2 separate regions of the Rattus norvegicus genome follow, and region 1 is linked to region 2. A link is a contact called in public Hi-C data. All regions are on one chromosome and are shown on one strand. Each heading gives the region's core, a stretch centred on a gene start, on an enhancer-like site or on the middle of the called end of the contact. The rest is flanking DNA. Distances are from core to core; before and after follow the strand shown. Region 1 overlaps LOC108348411 (a long non-coding RNA gene). Region 2 holds the start of Zfp703 (zinc finger protein 703).

The links. A called contact is a pair of places that touch in the nucleus more often than the background predicts.
Region 1: a contact with region 2 is called in a Hi-C map of kidney, with 2.7 times the contacts expected there. The contact joins the enhancer-like site here to the promoter of Zfp703 in region 2. A contact is called at or near these places in 8 of 12 Hi-C or Micro-C datasets (the A7r5 cell line, the Rat2 cell line, kidney and 3 more).

The regions. Positions count from the first base shown.
Region 1 is chr16:71,859,175-71,864,537 of GRCr8, forward strand. It overlaps LOC108348411 (a long non-coding RNA gene), which reads left to right. Exons shown (of 5, transcript XR_005494965.2): 1 at 1-678; 2 at 1,613-1,757; 3 at 2,709-4,277; 4 at 5,102-5,162. Among named protein-coding and RNA genes, the nearest start is that of Rpl21l3, 40 kb to the left of the region's middle. Within about 2 kb of position 3,912, at least 7 of the 93 cell types and tissues checked have an H3K27ac peak or open chromatin away from gene starts, as enhancers often do.
Region 2 is chr16:71,780,039-71,785,259 of GRCr8, forward strand. It overlaps Zfp703 (zinc finger protein 703), which reads right to left and starts at 3,472. Exons shown (of 2, transcript NM_001109425.2): 1 at 3,198-3,472; 2 at 1-2,233. The coding sequence starts at 3,443. The coding sequence ends at 698.

The sequences.
Region 1 (5,363 bases), core at 2,662-5,161, 80 kb after region 2:
AACTTCCAGTTCAGCCTTAGCCTCCCAGAGTCCCCCCCTCCCTTGCCCTTGTTGACATAGCCAGCTTTCTTAAGTGCTCAAGCATGGGGCATACCTTTCTGAACACTGTCTCAATTTTTCTTTCATTTGTGTGATTTTTCTGTTTCCATCCTCCTGCTGCCCTATATTTGATAGGAAGTTTGTCGATAACATTTTATTCTCTAGTATATTGAATCTCAGTTTCTGATACTTAATGGATGCTCCTTAAACACTTGCTGAAGGCTGGAAGAATGGATGGATGAATGGATGAATGGATGGATGGATGGCTGAGACAGAATTCCAGTGGAAGGTAGGTACAAAGGTCCTATCAGCATCATTGGAAACAGAACGTGCTGAAAAGAGAGCCCACTTTGACATCAGTAAGTGTGGTAGTTTGAGTAAACTTGGCACCCATAGGTCCACAGAGAGTGGCTCTATTTAGGCGGTGTGGCCTCGTTGGAGGAAGTGTGTTTTAGTCATTTCCTGTGGCTTTCTCTCTTCCTGCTGCCTGTAGATCTGGATGGGGAACTCTCAGTTCCTTCTCTAAAACCAATCTCTGCAGGCAAGCAAGATCTTGACCCAGCCTCTGAGTAATTAGGCTTCTTTGACTTCCGGGAAGGCAGCTGGGTGTAAGCAGTGTTCCCCCGCATCCAGACAGCTGTAAGAAGAAACCCATTACTGATGAAAGATACCAGGTCTTTCTTCCCTTTGTTCAGCTGGTCAGCTGATATCCTACTGGTCACTGCTTCAGATAGGAGCTTGGCCTAGCTCACCGGGCTTAGGACCTGCTGTGGTACCTGTATCAGGAGGGCTTGTGGAGCAGGTCCAGTCTCAAGCCGGTGTCAAGAGAGTTGTATATTTAGCCTTCTTGTGGCTGTAGACCCAGCAAAGGAAGGGTCTGGTCTGGGAGAACAGGGGTTAAACGGTAGCCACTTAAGGTGGCCCCTGCAGGGTTGTACCCCGTTCATCATGATGAGTGTCATAGTAAAATCAATTCTCTGTGTACTTTTGGGAATTATGACTCTCACTTTGGTGTGATTTATTTGGTGTGTTACACGAGCATGGCCATTTGTTTCATCATTCTGAAAGTTCATCTCGAATTGCTTTGAGTTTCTGGTTTTGGGGAACGACATGTCCAATTGTTATTGTCTGTCATGAAATATAGGGGACAGGATGCACTGTTCTTCCCTGGGTACCAGCTCTCCACGGTGGGGGGGGGGAAGTTTTATCATCGACTTCCCTTCTCCTCTCGTAGCCCTCCCCACATTGGGATAAGTCTTCCCAAAGCTCCACAGTTAGCCTGGGGGTGTCCCTTCCTTGACAGCCCTTGAGGGGCAGAGGGGTTGTGAAATAGCTAGATTTTCCAGCCACTCTCAGGCCTTCTCTGCTGGGTCATCTGCTGGAGCATCTTTGAGGTCCAGGCTCAATCTTGTTTTCTAAGTCTATCCACATCTGATCACAGATGATGGTTCTTACTGTCTTGGAACAGAAAAACAAAAAAGCCTGACTTGAGAGCTGTTCCTAATACTTATGTAGCTGTGTGACTTGGGGGATGCCCTCAACATCTCTGAACTCTCTCATTTATGGTCCACAGAGGACTGCGTGAGTCGAGACTGTCACTAAATTCTCAGTGCCTGTGCAGCCAGAGATGCTCAATACCCTTGCCACTTGGTGTCTAGGTGAACTGTGCTACTCGGCTGCAGTCTCAGCTGTCCCTACCTGGAACAGTGCCCTGAGAGGTAAGGGGAAACCTTGGAGACAGGCTGAGAGGCCTGGTGGGAAGGAAGGTGCCTTTAAACTCTGCTGATTCTTCGCCACAGTTTCCCTCTACTTTGCTGATGAAGTGCTAGCTGCCTGGGCCCCTTGGGGATGCTCAGGGGGGGATCCTGGGACACGGGAGCAAGTGAGGTGGAAACACTGTCAGCCTTCCATCTGGCCTTGGCATCTGCTGGGAGGCCTGTGGTCTATTCCTGACATCGTTTTATAATAATAACACCACCCACTGTGTATCACACGCACAACCCCCTAAAAATCAGCATCGGGATATTCCTCCCCCCGCCCCCTCCCCAGACACCCGTCCTGTTTTCCTGAAGCAGAACTGCTATCTCTGTTGACTCCTCCTGACTCTTGGATCACTGCCTGGGCCACGGAGAGATGGTCTTCGGGAACGCCATCTTTAGGGTTCTTGCGCTCTTTGCTCTCAGTGGGTCTCTCACTGATCCCACTGCCTCGCATCCAAATCTCTGAAACTTTTTAGATCTGGGTGCCTTCCCCCATTGAGTACACCTCCTCCCCAGAGCTTGGGTGCCTACATGTCTTTTACACACACACACACACACACACACACACACACACACACACACACACACATGTTGATTACAGTGCTAACCCTTGTTAAGGTTTCATGTATGCGGGTCAGAGGACAACCTTCAAGACTTACTGTTCTCCTCCCTGTAGTTTCTTTAAGACTTGCTGTTCTCCTCCCTGTAGTTTCTTTAGACCTTGCACTAGCTGGCCCATGAGCATGTGGGCAAGTTCCCTGCCTCTGGTTTCCATCTTGCTACCGGCGTGCTTTGATTACAGATGAGTGCCACAGCATTGCACTTTCCCGTGGGTTTGGGCATTGAGCCTGGGTCTTTCCGACTCTGTCCAAGCAGCTCCCACCTCTCTCACCATCTCCTTTGTAACAGGGACTCTGAGCCTCTTCACCGACACAGCTCTTCATCCCCGGTCTCTTGCTCAGGATGTGCAACAATCTGGATTCTTCATGGATTCTCCCTAACCGAGAACAAACCAGGAGGGAAGCGATCAAGCTTTGCTCTCTGTAAAGATCCTTCATGCGTGTGGCATCTACAGTGGTCCCCTTATCTGTGATTTTGCTGTCCATGTCTTTAGGCTTTGAGTATCTGTGGTCAGGTTCAGCATTGTGACACCTCACATCAGCATAGGAGAAAGCATGAGGGAGGGAGAGGGGACGGAGAGAGGGAGAACAAGAAAGGGAAAATTCCCATATTCTTATAACCTTTATTACAGAATGTTCTAGTTGTTCTATTTTATTAGTAGTTTGTAGGTTTGTTTTTTATTGTTCCTAATCAATATACCTTCATAGGTACACATATAGGAAAAGAAGTTCCAGGCCTCCTCCTGGGGTCTAGGTGTGTTTCCCTAAGGGTGTAGGTTGCCGAGAGCACTGTATAGCTAGATACTCACTTCCTGCAGTCTAGTACCTTCCCAACTAGCCTTGGACTTGGACTTTGGTGATGATTCCTCCTTTCAGAAAGCCTGCAGTTTAAATTGTCTCTGTGCTCTGACATGACATCTCAGAGCCCCTGGGTGGAGACAGGTGGCTTCCTGAGGGTGGCCAGGAGGTGCCATAGCAAGGCTTAGAAAATCTGGGGAGCTGGGCAGGAAGAAAGGCAGAGGCTGCCCATTGCATCCAGTAGGATGAGCTGCTCTCAGGAGCTCAGCACAGGAGTGTAGACTTCCTGGAGTGAGTGGGGTGGGCTTCAAAGTCAGTGGGGGAAGAACCTTCTGGGAGTCCCAGTTCTGGGATGATAGTTCCTGAAGTGTGTCAGGTGGGCTTACTCCACTCTCCTGGGCAGTCAGCAGGGCTACAAGGGGCAAATACAGCTTCCTTTCTCTCCTCTTCCTTCTGTTCTATAGGACAAAAGAAAAAAAATGCCAGAGGGATGTCAATTACACGTACGGCTGGGAGAGCCTCAGTTCAAGTAATGGAGCTACCTGCTCTGCTTGAAGGGTGACGGCCCCGCCCACCCCTGTGCTCCCCCAAGGCTGCGTAAATGTGCTCCGTTGACCTTCGAAGGGCATGCCACTAGCACAGCTGCTCAACTCGGTGCCACTCACTCAGGCCTGTCATTAGTACTCAGGCCTGTGACAGGTGTTTGGCATGGCTCTGGCAGGAAGGTCAGTGCCTCAGAGCTGCTGAGTTCTCCCAGCTCAAGGCGACACTTGAAGGCTGGCACAAAGCCAGGCTGGAGCTGGCAGCAGCTTGTGGCCTCAGTAGAGGGCAGGCTAGTTGGCTAAGATCAGATCTTGGTTTGGAAGAGCTCAGAGGTGGGGTTTAGTGGTCGTCTCCCCATCCTTGTACCTCTGAATACATTTCCCCTCTTTCTGCTAGGTGAACCTGACAGTGGCCTGGGGCTAGGGCAGGCTCAGAAAAGCCTGGGCAGCTCCTAGGCCTGCTGGGCCCAGGATCTGCTATGGCTGCTGGTCTTCAGAGCACGGTGTAGCCCCATCAGGTAAGCAGACAAATAGCTCTGATCTCAGTCCCAGCCGAAAGCAGGAGACAATGCAGATTGGAGCGAGTATGTGTGTGTGTGCTAGCTTTTGGGTTTGCTTTGAGAGAAGAGAAGGTCTTGCTAGGTGTAGCCCAGGCTGGTCTGGAACTCAAGACCTTCCTGCCTCGACTTCCTGAGTGCTGGAATGCACCATACTTGGAGGGAGGACACCTGCTTTATTGGCCTACCTGATTCTTCACTTAGAGTCTCCCTCACCAATGGTCTGACTCCAAGCTGCTTTATGAGAAGTCCAGAAATTGAGTTTATGACTCGGTAGATAAATGCTAGGTGTCCTGGGGCATGTGTGGCCAGTAGGGGCGCAACTGGGTCAGGACTGGGTTTCAAATACTGCTTATTAATGTATGGATGTCTCCAGGAGACAATCAGACAGACCTTCAGGACTCACTTTTATCACCTGTAAGAACCGGGCAGTAAAACCTAGCTTGTTTTTGTTATGAAGTAATTAATGAACACAGGGTTCAAGTGAAATCATTTGGCAAATGACTAATGGTCCTCAGCTGTAATTATCAGCTCTCACTGTGTTTGTAAGGACACATGTGCGAACTGTTGCAAGTCTGGCTGTTTAAGAGGTTATCGTCTCATTCACATATTTAACCGTGACTATGGATGTCACAGTTAACACTTTAGTGGTGTGCCAGTCCTCGCGGTCCTCACTCAGGGATGTTTGACCTTCTCATGACCCTGGGAGTTGGTTGTCATGATTATCACTTTGGATGACTGTGGTTAGAGTCCGATGACTCCGTGTTGACTACCGTTCTTTCTAGAACCCAGAAGGAGCTCTTCCAGTGTCATGGAGTTAGCCAGTATCCTTCTGACACTTGGCAGGTAGGTGAACATCTTTTCCAGGGGTCACTCTGAAGCCATCGGCCAACTTCACAGGGATCCCACTTCACTTCCAAGGGCCCCATGGCTGTCTGCAAATCATGACCTCGGTCCAACCCAGTTGAGATCCTGACTTCTCAGTGGCGTGCAGGGTGTGCCTATTCTTAGCATCCCCATCGAAGCCTCTGGGCTGTGACTATTACC
Region 2 (5,221 bases), core at 2,222-4,721:
GTGCTCATGTGGGAAGCTGGGGGTGGGGGGGGGGCGGGTTGTTTTTGTGGAGTACCACACAGCACAACAGAATTCTGGTCCATCACAGCTCAAGACCTCCAGCCACCAAGGTTGTCCCCCAACCCCCTTGACCCTCTCCTCCAAAACTGTTACGATTTTTCTTGTACAAAGGGAAAAAAAATTTAAAACCTCACGTGGAAGGAAACAAGATGGGGTGGAAGGAAAAAGGGAAGGAAAAAAAAATGCAGTTTTAACAGTTAAGACTCATGCAAGAAACTTCCCAAGATGGGGAAACTAAAAGTGTAGAACCCCAACTCTCCCTTCATTCCTCAATACCAAATCAGTCCAAACCAAACAACCCAGAAACCTTAAAACGTAAACCTAAGAAGAAGAAGAAGAAAAAAAAAAAAAAAAAAGGGAGAGGGGGGTGGGGGATCATGGAGTTACCTGGGCGGTTAATAGTATTATTTGGGGAGACAGACTTTTTGCATACCATAGACTCATGTGGTCATTAATGCACTTAGATTCCCAGCTTGTAAGCTAACATTATAGTAAATAAATACACAGTCCGGTGGGGTGGGGGGCTGGGCTGGATCCTGGTAGGGGTAAGCGGTAATGGAGGTTGCAGCGTCGAAGGCAGTGGGACAGAGAGAGGAAGGGGTGGGTGGGGAAGGGCTGGGAGGGGCCAGAGCTGTGGTTACTGGTATCCAAGCGCCGAGGCGGAAGCTAGCCTCTGTCCATACAGTGCATATGGCGAGTAGTAGGGTCCGGCTGTGGGAAGGGACGGCACTGCCAGGCCCCCAGCTGTAGATAAGTGGCTCTTGCCATAGGGGTGGTACCGGCTTAGCCCCAAAGTGTGTGGACTCCTCAATGACAGCGATCCGGGGCTGCCTGGGGCGGCGGGCGGGGGGAGATGCAGATGACAAGAGGCCGCGGCTGCAGCGGCTGCTGCGGCACTGCCCAAGCTCGAGGCCCCCGGGTAGGCGGCCAGAAGTTTCTCTGCGCCCGGCAGGGCTGTGTGAGTCCGTAGATGGCTGAGCAGCTCCTCGGAAGTGGCAAAGCGCTTGTCGCAGGGCCCGCTGGCCGCCACCCAATTGCAGCTGTGTGGCAGCGGTTCATTCTGCAGCATGAAGCCATAGGTGTAGAGAGGATGGCCCGGGAGCGCGGCCTGGGCGGCGCTGGAGGAGAGCGCCGCAGGTTGCAAGGGGTGCCCGGGGTACACCAGAGGGTAGCCACTGGCCTTAAGGCTGGGCCCGGCCGGATCGTGCGCGCTGCAAGTGGAGCAGCTAGAGCCACCGAGGTGCGAGGCGCTGTGGTAGCCTCCTAGGCAGTAGGGGTCACGGCATAATCCCTGCAGGAAGGAGGGTGGGGAGGCCCCGGTGAGCGGGCTGGAGCTGGGGGGCTTGCCGGGTGGCAGGCCCAGGCCCCCGGACAGCTGACCTCCCACTAAACCAGACTTGCTAGGATCCAGGCCAGGCACGAACTGAGACGGGTAGCCGGCGTAGGCGCCCACAATGGAGCCGTGATAACCGATGCTGGAGGGCGGTAGTGGAAACACCGAGTGGCCTGGTTTGTAGGGTGACACTGGGGCCACGTGGCCCGCCCCCACCAGGGCGGAGGGCGGTTCGGATTTGCGCCCTGATGCGGTGGCCTCCGGGCCACCGTGAGCCGAGTCCCCGCTGCTGCCTCGGCTTCCAGCGGCTGGCTCGGGACTGGGTTTGGCTTCCTGGTCTTTCTTGTCCAGTTCCCCGCCGCCGCCGGCCCCGCCGCTGCCGCTCTTGCAGTCTGAGTGGTGTGGGGAACCTCCGCGGGAGCCGCCCGGCGAAGACGAGTTTGACGAGGTGGAGACCGCTGCTCCATGCGGGGGAAAGGGAGGGCAGGCGGCGCTGGGGACCCTGAAGCCAGCCTTGTCTCCCGGGGATGAGGAGGACGAAGAGGTGGTGGAGGACACCGACGAGGAGCCGCCGTCTTTGCGGGAGTCGCCGCCGCCGGAGCCCTTAGAGTAGGGCTTGAAGCTGGACTTGTCCTCCGCCGGGGAGTCCCCCAGCTGCTTGAGCGCCGCGGCCGCAGAGGCGGCGCCGGGGGCGGAGCGGCTCGGGTCTTTCTCGGATCCCAGCCCGTTGGCCGCCGCCGCCGCCACGGAGTTGAGCTTGGACGAGGGCGGCGGGTCGGGCTTGCCGATCTGCGAGCAGGTCTGGGCTAGCAGAGCCAAAGGACTCTTCTTGGCGTCCAGCTGCGGGAGACAGTGGCAAGGGGGAATGAGAAGACGGTGAGAATAGGAGACCCACCAAGTGCGCAGGGAGGCAGAGTCAGGCACCGGGGGAATGACGGGGGCCTAGAGAAGAGGGTCACCCAAAGAGGGCCTGGCTCTGGCGGAGCAGCTGGGCAGAATGGCACTAGCCTTGTGGGTTAGTCCCTGAGTGTGTCATGGGCGCTGGCGCGCAGGAGAAACGACTCAACAACGGCCCTCCCAGATAAAGATGACTTCGCTGTAATCGGGGTGGTGATTCTCCCCCCTTTTTAATCTAATTTTCCCATCTTTTTGGCCCAGGGAAAAACTTAAGCCTTTAGTTTGGGAGAACTTCGTTTGGGACGGGTTTCTGGTGATGGCGCTCGGGGTAAGAGTAGGGAGAGGCGCCTTCTAAAGGCAGAGCCGCAGTTGGCCCTGTGAGTAGCCCCTCCCTCTCTCATTCCCTCTCTCCCTCCCTCCCTCCCTCCCTCCCAGGGAGGACACCCTGAGAAGTAGGGTGAAGAAAGACCCAGGATCGCGAGTGCCTGGTTTTCTGCACTGTGCCCCACCAGGCCGCGGAAGATGCAGAGGGACACCTCTGGCTTCCAAGAGAACAGATCGGGGTGGAGGCGAGGGAGGTCCAGAAGCAGTCTTTGGACAGGACTCTAAGGGGCCACAGAAAAAGTAAAGGACTCTGGGCACCACAAGAGCAAATCCAGCCCTATAGAAAACATGCAGCTCCAAAGGGCGAGTGGGCAAAAACCTTCCACCCAGGAGTCTAGGGAGAACCTGGAGGGGTCTGATTCCTGCCTTCCGTCCCTCCTCAGGAGCTCCGCCAGCGTGGCCAGCTTCGGGCCTCTCGTCCCACTGAGCTACTGGGGGCGGGGGGGGCAGGGAGCAGAGCCAAGGGCCCAGCATGGGTGGAGGAGTGGGTTCAGTTCTAGGTGGGCAGCGCCGGGAGACTGACCTCAATGGGGCTGACGGGAGTGGAGGACAGCGGTTGCAGGTACTCCGGGTGCAGGAGGTGACCGGTGTGAGCGCTCAGCATCTTCAGGACCCTGATAGGGAGCCGGTTCGCCTGGCGCAGGGGGTCCGCCGGGGGCAGGAGGGACACCACTGCCGGCACCGCCGGCCTCTTCCCGCCGCCGCCGCTGCCGCCGCTGCCGCTGCTTTCGGGTGTCCTTGGGTTAGATCCAGCGGGCGAATCGCTCATTTGGAGGAGGCAGCGCCACTGGGGGGGCGGGGAGGGAGGGGAAGCTCCGGGAGGCGAGCTCCGGGGGCGGGTGGGCTCGCTCCGCTGCGTCGAACGCCGTGCAGCAGCCGCTGCGCCTCCGTGCCGCCTCCCCTCCTCCACCGCCGCCGCCGCCGCCGCCGCCGCCGCCGCCGCCGCCGCCGCCGCCGCCGCTAGCCCAGGCGAGCAACACAAAAACCTTCGCCTTCCGCGAGCTGCACGTCAAATAGCCGCGATCTGCAGCCACACTTCAAAGGGATCGCCGCGCCCGCCCAATCGCAGCTCTCTCCCGGACCCCGGGGCGGGGAGAGCGGAGGGCGGAGGCGGGCGCCGCCGGTGGGCGGGGAGAGTCTTAAAGCGCCCTAGCCCGTCGCCGCCTCCCGGCCTTCGCCGCGCGCTGGATCCGCTTTCCTTTGCGGGTTGTGCCCAGCTGCCCTAGCCAACGGGTCACACAAGGGATGGGACTTCTGGACACGGGCTCTGCGCCCTCTCCTGCGCTGGCTCTCCTGTTGCCCGCTGCTTCCCACTAGTGTCTAGGGTGGAGACCGGAGTGGGAACGCACGGCGCCTGCTCCGGTCCTAGGATCCAAGCCTCTCCCCGGGGCCGCCTGGGGGCGGACTACGCCTCGGGAGCTCGGCCGGTTCTCCGAGCTGCTTCGGCCGGTTCTCTTTCCCCTAATTGGCTTCTCCCGGATGTGTTCACTTGGAAGCACCGAAGCCTTGGGGGCATCCACTATTCCCTGGGCGCTGCCTGGACCCTTCCAACTACTTTGAGCTTGTCCAGTCAGACTGCAAATTGAAAGACTCCCTTCCAGGAGGGATGGTCTAGGTGAAGCGTGGTTGAAGGTTGCCTCCCTTGGCAAGGAGCGCTGCCTCAAAGCTCCTGGGACGCCCCGGGGGCGCCCTGAATTATTGATCGTGTTTAGGTGTGTTTCAGGGTTCTTGTCCCGTTTAAAGTCGTAAAGCTACCTCACCCTGCTGTGACGAGCTGCTGCTTGGCGGCGGCGACGTGGTTAGGAGTCGCATCAAAGTAGAGGCCGGTATCCTAGAGGAGGGGGGGGTGTCTCAGCACTGCAGAGTGATACAAACTCCAGAGACTGCTCTTGGTTTTTCCCCCAGGGAAACTTCGAAATAAAACTTTTTTTTTTATTGATAATAACAGTACCCTCTCGGATTCCCCCAAGCCTTCCGGAAAAAGTATGTATTTACACTTGTCAGAGATTTTTTTTTTTTAATTTTTACATAGTCATGGACCTGACCGTAAAGTTCTAGATTCTTGTCTCAATAAGCTGAGAATGGTGCTTTGTGTCCCAGCTCTGGAGTGACCACTTTTGCATGCCCTCAGTGGCCAGTGGAGGCGCGCTGGTGTCGCCATTCCTTTTGAATACCACTTTCCAGTTGTGATTTCTCAGTCACTCTGACCATCAAGTTCTGTCTTTGTATTGTGTTTGTGTTGCCCAGGACTATGTGGTTCTGAGTGCGTGGTGCTGACCCACGGTTTTTTGTTTTTTGTTTTCTTTTTTTCCTTTTTCCCTTTTTTCTTTTCCCTCTGACTCTGGTACCAATGACTCAACACAACGTGAGAACAAGAACTTTCAAAGGAATCTTCAAAGTGAGAGAAATAACTACTCATAGAACAATCATAAACTTTATGATGCTCAGGAAAGAGGACGGACGGACAGACGACGGCAGGCAGCTTTCAAGGCCACGCCAGTCACACACTAAACTCAAACTCTCCCTGGATGCACACGGATGGATAAA